2 separate regions of the Sus scrofa genome follow, and region 1 is linked to region 2. The links are chromatin contacts, called in public HiChIP or PLAC-seq maps. All regions are on one chromosome and are shown on one strand. Each heading gives the region's core, a stretch centred on a gene start, on an enhancer-like site or on the middle of the called end of the contact. The rest is flanking DNA. Distances are from core to core; before and after follow the strand shown.

What was found. HiChIP or PLAC-seq counts read pairs in DNA pulled down with a chosen protein or histone mark.
Region 1: a contact with region 2 is called in an H3K27ac HiChIP or PLAC-seq map of alveolar macrophages. The contact joins two enhancer-like sites. A contact is called at or near these places in 1 of 5 promoter capture datasets (liver) and 1 of 2 datasets of contacts at active chromatin or transcription factors (alveolar macrophages).

Annotation. Positions count from the first base shown.
Region 1 is chr7:49,029,789-49,034,457 of Sscrofa11.1, forward strand. ZFAND6 (AN1-type zinc finger protein 6) reads left to right here. Exons shown (of 6, transcript XM_021098857.1): 5 at 1,509-1,622; 6 at 4,001-4,669. The coding sequence ends at 4,149. Among named protein-coding and RNA genes, the nearest start is that of FAH, 16 kb to the right of the region's middle. Within about 2 kb of position 3,418, at least 1 of the 83 cell types and tissues checked has an H3K27ac peak or open chromatin away from gene starts, as enhancers often do. A contact at or near this core is called in alveolar macrophages, where this site is marked.
Region 2 is chr7:48,836,748-48,841,825 of Sscrofa11.1, forward strand. All of the region lies in intron 2 of LOC102167410 (5-formyltetrahydrofolate cyclo-ligase), which reads right to left. Among named protein-coding and RNA genes, the nearest start is that of BCL2A1, 58 kb to the right of the region's middle. Within about 2 kb of position 3,169, at least 1 of the 83 cell types and tissues checked has an H3K27ac peak or open chromatin away from gene starts, as enhancers often do. A contact at or near this core is called in alveolar macrophages, where this site is marked.

The DNA of each region.
Region 1 (4,669 bases), core at 2,168-4,667, 190 kb after region 2:
TAGTGTGGAAAGTGTTGTTGGGGCATAGTAGGGTTTCCTATATTCTAAGTTGTTGAGGACAGAATAGAGTAAGAGTTGATAATAGAAGCTTAAACGAAAAAGACATTTTGGAATTAGCTAGGTAGGGAGGAAGGACAAGAAGGGCATAGCAAACGTATACCACATAGAAAGTTCAACTTTTACAAGAGCCCAGGGGTGAGAGAATTTGGTATAGTCAGGGAAACTGCAGATACTTCAGTATGACTGTAAGGTAGCATGGAATGTCATTGAAGAAATGAAAGACGAGGCTAGAGGATGAGAAAAATCCTTTTATTTTTCCTGGGGCTGATGAGTTGTCAAAGAATTTTAAACATTGGAGGGCACATCTTACAGATTTTCATGTGAGGCGGATGATTCGGATGCAGTATGTGAAGCATGGATTAAAGAAGGGGCTCGTATGAAGTGCCCAGTATTTGGTAGAGACTATGTAAAGGGATTTTAAATATGTAATATTTAATTATATGTATAATTCACTGTGGGTAATCAGAGTGAAAAGCTGCAGGAGAATTGAGATAGGATTTCCTGCGAGAAAGGGTACTTGACCTAGAGAAAATGAGAGGAAGAAAGCCCTTTTGAATTGGTTGTAAACAGTATGAACAGTGTGGTCCCCGGCATAGTCCCAGAGGCTGATTGAGTAGGAGATTCCTAAAGAAGGACTAGTTGGTGATAAAATTGGAAAGGTTAAGAACTTGATCCCCAGCAAGTCACTATTTTAGAACAAGGTGCCATGTCCCCTAGGTCCCATTATAGATTCTAACTCTAGTAACAGCATTTTGGAGAGCCAGGGGTAGTTGTGAAAGGGGTGAGGGGGTGGGGGGATTGGGAGGGATAGGGGTCACATTAGTTAGGATTTAAGGGCAGTAATCTGACCTGAATCTTAGTACAGCTGTCCTTGGTTTCACTACCTAAATCAATTTATTATCTTATTCCTAACATTTTAAAAGGTTTTATAAACATTCTGAGAATTTTGAACATACTTAGTATTCCACTGAATCTTGATTTCAGCCTCTTTTCCCTTGTTCTCTTTGAAATCTACATCATTCTGAGCTCAACAATATTTAGAAGTTTGCATGTAACCATTTTCTTACATACTTCGTTAGAACACCAAAGTAGTATTTGTGTTGTATGTTTTTTTATTGGTCAAGTACATAATTATTAGAAAATGTAGCACTTTCTAGAGACACTATTAAAACATGTTAATATAATTCTAGAATTTCTGTATGTGTGTATACATGTGTACATAACATACATATATACATTTAACAAAAAGGGGTAACATTGTATAAACTACTTTGTAACTTATCTTTCCAGGCTAGTAAATAAATAATGTGATTATCTTTCCATGCTAGTAAATAAATAAATTACTCAGTTACCTTCTGAATAAACAGATGGGGGCAGTGAGTAACAACTATCCAAATATCAAAACCTCATTGAATAATTAAATATTACCATCTTCCTATTTTTGTCAGCTTCAGTATCAGATACGGCACAGCAGCCATCTGAAGAGCAAAGCAAGTCTCTTGAAAAACCAAAACAAAAAAAGAATCGCTGTTTCATGTGCAGGAAGAAAGTGGGACTTACTGGTAAGGGCTTAAATCACATGGTTTAAAGTTAAGATTTTATTTAAGATGAGGCATGACATACTATTCCTGGCTTCAATTAAGATTGTTTCTGTTCCCATGAGAGTTAATACTGGATATACTTCACCTTCTGAATTTTCTTAAATGAAAGTAGCTTTAATCGTATCCCTAGAAGTGAGACAAATAGTTTTTCTTTTAAAAACTCATTTCAGACAAGTTTGAGAGTACTAGACAAGTAAGGTCAGCGTGTCATGCTATAAAAGGGCAGAGGTGTGGCTCCTGACTTGTGAGAGCTGAAATCTTGTGAGAGAGAATATTTAAGTACTTGGTGAGCTGCAAAGTACTTTCTCTATGTAAAATAGTTAGTCATAGGTTCGGAGGGTTCAGAGAGGTCATATATGTGTGGTGATAGCCCTGTGCTGACAGCAGTAATCTATACATGTTGACCACCACAACAGAGCTGTTAGATAATATTGTTAAGAGAGGGAGGAAAAAAATGTTGGCAATACTGCTTGGGCAAAGAACGTACATTTAAGTGAGTCACATTGCTTTGGGAATTCAAGGATGGGCATAATTATGTGGAAGAAGAAGAGCAGAGAGACTCATCAAAGAAAATACCATGAAGGTAGAATGTTTCAGCTGGGTCTTAAAAGATGAGGAAGGACATAACTGATGGAAATAGGGACATTTCAGACAGAAAAAAAAAAAACAGCTTGAACACATGCTCAGAGAAAGGAAAGAATAGGGCATGTTTAGGGATCATTAAATGGGAGATAGAGCACAAAATATGTGAAGATGGGTGTTGGATACCACCATCAGACAGACAGAGCGATAAGGCTAATGATGTGTACTGTGGCCAATTGGTGGAGAACTGTTGCATTTATAAATAGCTACCATTTATTGTTTACTCTGTGCCAGGCATTGTGCTGAATACTTTGTATAAAAAATGGTCATAAGAGCTGAGAAAAGTGATAAGATTTTGAATAAAATTATGTTTTAAGAAAATTTCTCTGTTTAAGGAGTAGATTGGAGATAAAGAGGAAAGGAAATTACAGTCTGATATCAGTGATGTTTAAGATTGGCCCATGCCTGGTGATCATTGTACAACTATAAATGTAATAAAATTCATTGAGTAATAAAAAAAAGAAATATGTATATATTTTTCCCTAAGTATTTTGAGAGTAGTTTAGCTCATCTTCATCTAATCTCTTTTATGACCTATTTTTTTTTCAGATTTTCTAAAATAAATGCGTGTTATTTTTATAATCAACAAAACCATTCATATAAAAAAAAAAGACTGGCTTAAGCCTTGACAAATGTGTTTTTTTAAAGAATACAAACATGAACAAATAAGGCATTTCAAACTCTGTGTATATTTAGTATCAAGTACTGTCTTAAAATCTCAGCAACTTAGGTTTCATGATTAGAAGGCTGTGACATAGTAATTTTCATCTTGTTCCATCTTGTCAGTCTAGTGTTATTCTTGGCTTCATTTTTCATTCATTATTATGAAATTACAGAGTATGTTTTTGAAGTTATAAAAAAATGTAAAGGGAGTTTACATCAAATTTCTCACAATTCTGTCATACCATAAAATTCGAATTTGAGTGTGCAGGACTGGTTTTATTTAAAGACTAGCCATACTGCATATATTATATCCCTTTTGGGTTCAATTCTTTAGGCATTTCCCTAAAATAGCACTTATTACATATTTACTATGTGTTAAGCACTTACTACTTCCTCATTTAATTCTTACAGTAACTAATTCTAAAGCTACAGATGCAGAAACTGAGGCTCACGTAGGCTAAGTAATTTGCCTACGTTAATAAGTAGATTCATGCCTAGGCAGTCTGACTAGATCTCATGCTCTTATTAATCACTCAGCCAGATTACAGTGTGCATCTCCATTGGAGGTTAACCAGGGAAAGCTAATACATTGTTTTATTTGTTAACAGTTCTGTCAGAAGTTTCGTCTTTCTTAATTAAATCTTAAGATTACCTTCTGACAACATGCTTATTTTTTTCACATTGTAGTATTTGAGAAATGCTTCGCATTTTCAATTTAGCAGTCCTGATTTTGATAGGAAGTAATTGTGGCTATGTCACAGGTGAAAAAGCTTGAGCTCAGGGAAGTGGTTATGACTTGTTTTGGAACAAACCTGTATTTGTAGGTGGGAACAAGAAATGAAGCTAATCGGCTAGTGAATTTTGAGAGTGTTATTATATTACGTCGTGAAACTGCTCTTTTTCTTCTGTTTGTTTAGGATAATTCTTTAGATTGCTGCTCTAAATACATGATCTTTTTAACATTAATTATGTTAAAGAATTTAATATTTAGACCTTCCATTCAACTCATATTAGATGTATTACTCTACTTTCAGGGTTTGAATGCCGGTGTGGAAATGTTTACTGTGGTGTACACCGTTACTCAGATGTACACAATTGCTCTTACAATTACAAAGCTGATGCTGCTGAGAAAATCAGAAAAGAAAATCCAGTAGTTGTTGGTGAAAAGATCCAGAAGATTTGAACTCCTGCTGGAATACAAAATCCTTTGACCATCTGCAAACTAAAAATTGACTTGAGGTTTTTTTTCCTAGTCATTGGGAATGTAGAGCAATGTATCTTGCATAGACCTTTTAATCATGCATGTCATCAGAAGAATAGATTTTTGTTTTTGTTTTGAAAATGACTCTGAACATTTATTTCCATTGCAGTTTCTGTGGCTGAAAAGACTTAAGTAAACTTTACAAGTATTATCCTTTTAAGATCATTTTAATTTTAGTTGAGTGCAGAGGGCTTTTATAACAAACGTGGAGAAATTTCAGAGGGCTGTGATTTTTTTCCAGTATTAAACATGCATGCGTTGATCTTGCAGTTTATTTTCTCATTGTGTATGTAAATATAGCTTTTCTCTGCAGCACGATTTCTCTTTTGATAATACCCTTTAGGGTACAACTAGTTATCAGTAACTGAATGTATCTTAATCATTATGGCTGCTTCTGTTTTTCATTAACAAAGGTTATACATATGTTAGCATATAGTTTCTT
Region 2 (5,078 bases), core at 1,919-4,418:
CAATAAAACTGAAAAGAAATTATAGAACTTCCTACAGTTTTTCACTAACCTTAGGCAACCTCTGGTTGTCTGACTTTTCTCATCTGTAAAACAGATGGATGGAAACTGTCAATTTCCCAGATCTCTTCAGATTCAAAGCTTAGTGATTCCGAGAATTTTAAGGACAATTCCCTGTCTATCTGTGTGACACAATGAATCAATAAATTAAGCCAGTCACAAAGAGGCAAATACTGTACAATTCCACTTGCATGAGGCATCTGCAAATAGTCAAATTCACAGAAACAGAAAGCAGAATGGTGGTTACCAGAGGCAGGTGGGAGGGGGAAAGGAGGGTTGTTTAGTGGATTCTGAGTCTCAATTTGGCGAGATGAAAAGGTTCTGAAGATCTGGTTTACAACAATATGACCCTGCTTAACACTACTGAACTTACATACTTAAAGAGGGTTAAGATGGCAAATTTTATAGTGTATGCTTTTGAACCACAATTTTTTTTAAAAAAAGGAATGAAAGAAGAAACTAAAGCACTGAGGGCCACTGCGCTGGGGCTGGCAGACAGCCCATCCTACAGCATGGGTTCATGGGAGGGTGCAATGAAGAAAGAAAAGCCTGGTTTACTCTTGAGAGCAGTGAAGAACAATTTCTTCAGATACAGAAATATACGGTGCTTCTGGAGCTATTTCCATTTGTCTCACTTTTTAGAAGATGAGCTCTCCAAGTCATTATTCTAAATAATTATAGCACTGCATGATTCCTAAGTCTTAAGAGCTTAGCAAAATGGAAACTTCTCCCAGGCTTCCACCATTTGTTTTACCAAGACGTTAAACAAGCACTTGAAAGTCCTGCAAACTTTCTGGTTCAGTACATTTAACTAAAATAAAATTACACGGTACATTATATTTCTTCTGCTTGCTCTCTTCTCCCATGCCTAGGAGGACTCGTAGCTCGGCTAATACGAGGCTTGTGCCATCTCGAACAAATTCTATTACTGCAAGCCTGAGATAAAGTAACCTATTACTTTGAAATAATAGTACCTGATTTTTATATAATGTCCTTTTCCAATGAGTTCCAAGTGCTTTTTTCACTCCAACTACCCTTGTTATCTGCTTCAATAAGTCTTCCTCTGGTAAGGGAGAAACTTGCTCTTGAAGCCCTGAATGTTCCCTAAAACCTGCTAGAGCAGCTTGAAGGAAAAAGGAAGCAGAAAAAAAGATTCTGAGGATTTGCAGCTCCATCAAAATTCAGTGGAACCAACATAATAAGCAGCCACTACTGATAAATTACTATAGGGAAGGCTTTGTCCAAGGAACTAGAGAAGTCACCAAGAGAAGTAACTATTCAAACTCTCTAGGATCTAACAACCTAGACAGCTGGAAATATCCCTAATAAGTTGTGTGTGTGTGCACAATTAAATAACTGTAATAAGGGTCAGGGCAGTGTAAATAACAAGGAAAGAAGTAAAAAGGAAGGAAGCTGTGCTCTATTAGAGAAGGGGTGATATGCCCACCAGGGAGATGGCCTGTTGTACAAGCAATGAAAGGATGGGTAGGATCTTGAAGGGCCAGGATGGAAAGGCAGGGACAGAGCGTCATGAATAAAAATGCAGTGAGCAAAGGCACGGATGGGGAAAAGCATGGAGTCTGTTCAGGGCCAGGGATTGGTTCTCTTTGGAAGGATTTATGAATGAAGGAAAAGCAAGATGGCTGGAAGGATACCTTTAGACCATGTTGAGAAGGGTGCCCAATGCCATGGTAAGAAATCTACTTAATTCTACAGGGTGAGCCAGGGAACCCCTTGATGGCCTCTGAGAGGAAAGAGAAGGAAACCCATGCCGAGCCTTCAGGAAAATCACAACTCCAAAGGCATGCAGGGAAATCATAGAGAATCTGGGATGCTGGGAAAAAAAAAGTGACTAGGTCTTTTCTGCCATTTAAAAAAAAAAAAAAAAACCAACAGCTCTACATGGACTTCCCTTGTGGCTTGGCAAGTGTAAGGAGGATCCTACATTGTCACTGAAGAGGCTTAGGTTGAAGCTGTGGCTTGGGTCAATCCCTGGCCCTGGGGACCTCTGCATGCCCATGGATACGGCCAAAAGAGAAAAAAAAAAAAAGAAAAATTCAACGTGGAATATTCTTAGTTAACCAGTTTTGTTCCTTACAAAATTTGCTACAAAACTGCCTACTCTTCCCACATACTGCCAATAATATATCAGAAGGACTCCTGAGAGGGCCCTTATCAGCCAAGTCTCAGGGCTACAAACAAGACCCTGGACTCTGGACACCACAGTTATATCTCTCCTTATCCAAGAGGAAACTGGATTTCCTTCAGAGCTTTTTTTTTTTTTTTTTTTTTTTTTTTTGGCTTTTTGCCATTTCTTGGGCCGCTCCCACGGCATATGGATGTTCCCAGGCTAGGGGTCTAATTGGAGCTCTAGCAGCCAGGCTTCACCAGAGCCACAGCAACATGGGATCCGAGCTGTGTCTGCAACCTACACCACAGCTCATGGCAACGCCGGATCGTTAACCCACTGAGCAAGGGCAGGGATCGAACCCGCAACTTCATGGTTCCTAGTTGGATTCGTTAACCACTGCACCATGACGGGAACTCCTCCTTCAGAGTTTTTAAAACTCTTTAGAAAAGGTAAAACAAAAAAGTTTCTTTGTAGTAATAAAACTGTTCTGCATTTTGATTGCTGCAGTGGTTCCACAACTCTATAGATGTGATAAAAATGCAGAGAAATGTGCACACCCATACACATAAATGAGCTGACTGGAAACGGCTGAAATCTGAATGTGGCTGGTAGATGGTGCAAGGTCAGTATCCTGGTTTTGACATGGCGGTACAGTTGCCTAAGAGGTTATTATCAAGGGAAGCTGGCTAAAGGGTACACTGGCCCCACCCTGCACTATTTTTGCAACTTATTATTTTAAAACAATACATCTTTAGAAAAGCAGCTCATACTGTGACTTCCACCTCAGAAAGTCTAAAACCAAATCAGCCCAAATCTACCCTCAATCTTACCTGCCTTTCATTGACCAGAGACTCTAAAAATAATCCCCTTTTCACCGCTTGCCCTCACGAGTTCCCTTTCTAGCCTTCACACTCTTGTCCCACAGTTCGAGTCTCTGAACTTTACAGAAGTCCCATCCTATCTTAAAGACTCAGCCCATGGTTTCTTCCTTTGCCTTCGCATAAATCCACCAAGGCACTCACTTCTCCAAAATCCAGTGAGTAGGACTTCCTGTCATGGCTCAGTGGTTAAAGAATCCGACTAAGAACCATGAGGTTGCGGGTTCGATCCCTGGCCTTGCTCAGTGGGTTAAGGATCTGGCATTGCCGTGAGCTGTGGTGTAGGTCGCAGACGTGGCTCGGATCTGGCATTGCTGTGGCTGTGGTGTAGGCTAGCGGCTACAGCTCTGATTAGACCCCTAGCATGGGAACCTCCATATGCCACGGGAGCAGCCCTAGAAAAGACAAAAAGACAAAAAAAAAAAAAAAATCCAGTGAGTACTGGTGTCAGAGGGCTAGGTGCTCAGCATATGTACCCTTGGAAGGTCCCACCTCTGCAGTGAAGATTAAATGGGCCACATCTTTTCCATAGGCAGATACTGATGGGGGGAGCCAGCTGAATAAAGGAAAGATATTTCCTTGGAAGTGGCATTTTGCCCACTTCATAACTTGGCCTAAAGCTGTCCTTAGGGTTCACCTGGTTTCTTTACCCTCATTTTGCAGGGAAAAAAATATATATATATTTTTTTATTACTTGGTATATTTATTGGGAAAGATTATAAACTTTTGGAGGATATTTTTGACACAGGTGTACTGAATGATTTATATTATTTCTCGCCAACATAACCAATTAGGCTGTGCAGAGAGGAGGCTGGAAGTTATCCTATTAGCCATATGCAAGTCCTGATGTTATATCTACAGTAGGAAGAACAGGACATTATATTCAAGGTCAATTTCACATCCAGTAACTCTACATTCAGGTAACAAAAGACAATTGCTTTCAGTTCATTTCACGCAACTATTGTTATAATCCAAGAATCTAACATCTTGTTTGTAAGCAATTTTAAAACATTAATCTACCTAAACTGAATAGTATCTGCTTCCGTTTCTCCAAAATATAGCTTCTATGTTGGACTCTACATATTTTCTTCTCTGTGATTTTGGTGACTATCTTTAACAGTCTTTTAGAGGGAGGGTGTTTTAGAAGTAAGGACACCTGGGTTGTTTCCCATCGAGGCCTGTTCCTTCATCTGCAAAATGAAAGGATCAACCTAGATGATCTCCAAAATCCCTTCCAGTTCAAACAATCCCCGGTATGCTAATTAAATGACCAAAGGATACAGAAAGGCAAGAAACTGCAGATAAAACCACCACCCAGGCTAATACATTTGTAAAACACTGACATCTGCTGGAAACTGGGAAAAATACTCAGTCCACCCAAAAGCAGCAGCCTTTAAAAACCTGGTCTTAGACATCTCACTTTGAAAAACACGTTCTCAAAGACTCAAGTTTCTTATGAAATTGAGTTTTCTAAAATTTCATTTTCGTTTTAGGCAAAATTTTGAAGAAAATAACTTTAAATCTACTTCAGAAACTTCTAGAACCAGAATTCTGGTTCAAATGGAGCTATTTGGAAACTTGAGCCTAAGTTCCTATACTTGCCTAAACAACTTGCCTAACCAACTTGAAAATATGATGGAAAAAAAAAATCCCACTCACAATAACAATTATTAATTGACTATAAATATATTTATCAAGAAATATGCAGAAACATGACTAAAAGCAAAAAAGTCCACAGAGGAGCACAGAAAAAGCCCTGATAAGGGAGGCATGCCATATTCCCAGAGAAGGCTGATGTTGACATTTCAAACCAATATGAAAATAGTTTTGGGCTACCTGGCTGTTTTTTTTTATAAAAAGTTAAGTTTCGGAGTTCCCGTCATAGTGCAGTGGTTAACGAACCTGACTAGGAACCATGAGGTTGCGGGTTTGATCCCTGGTCTTGTTCAGTGGGTTAAGGATCCAGCATTGCTGTGAGCTGTGGTGTAGGTTGCAGACGCAGCTCGGATCCC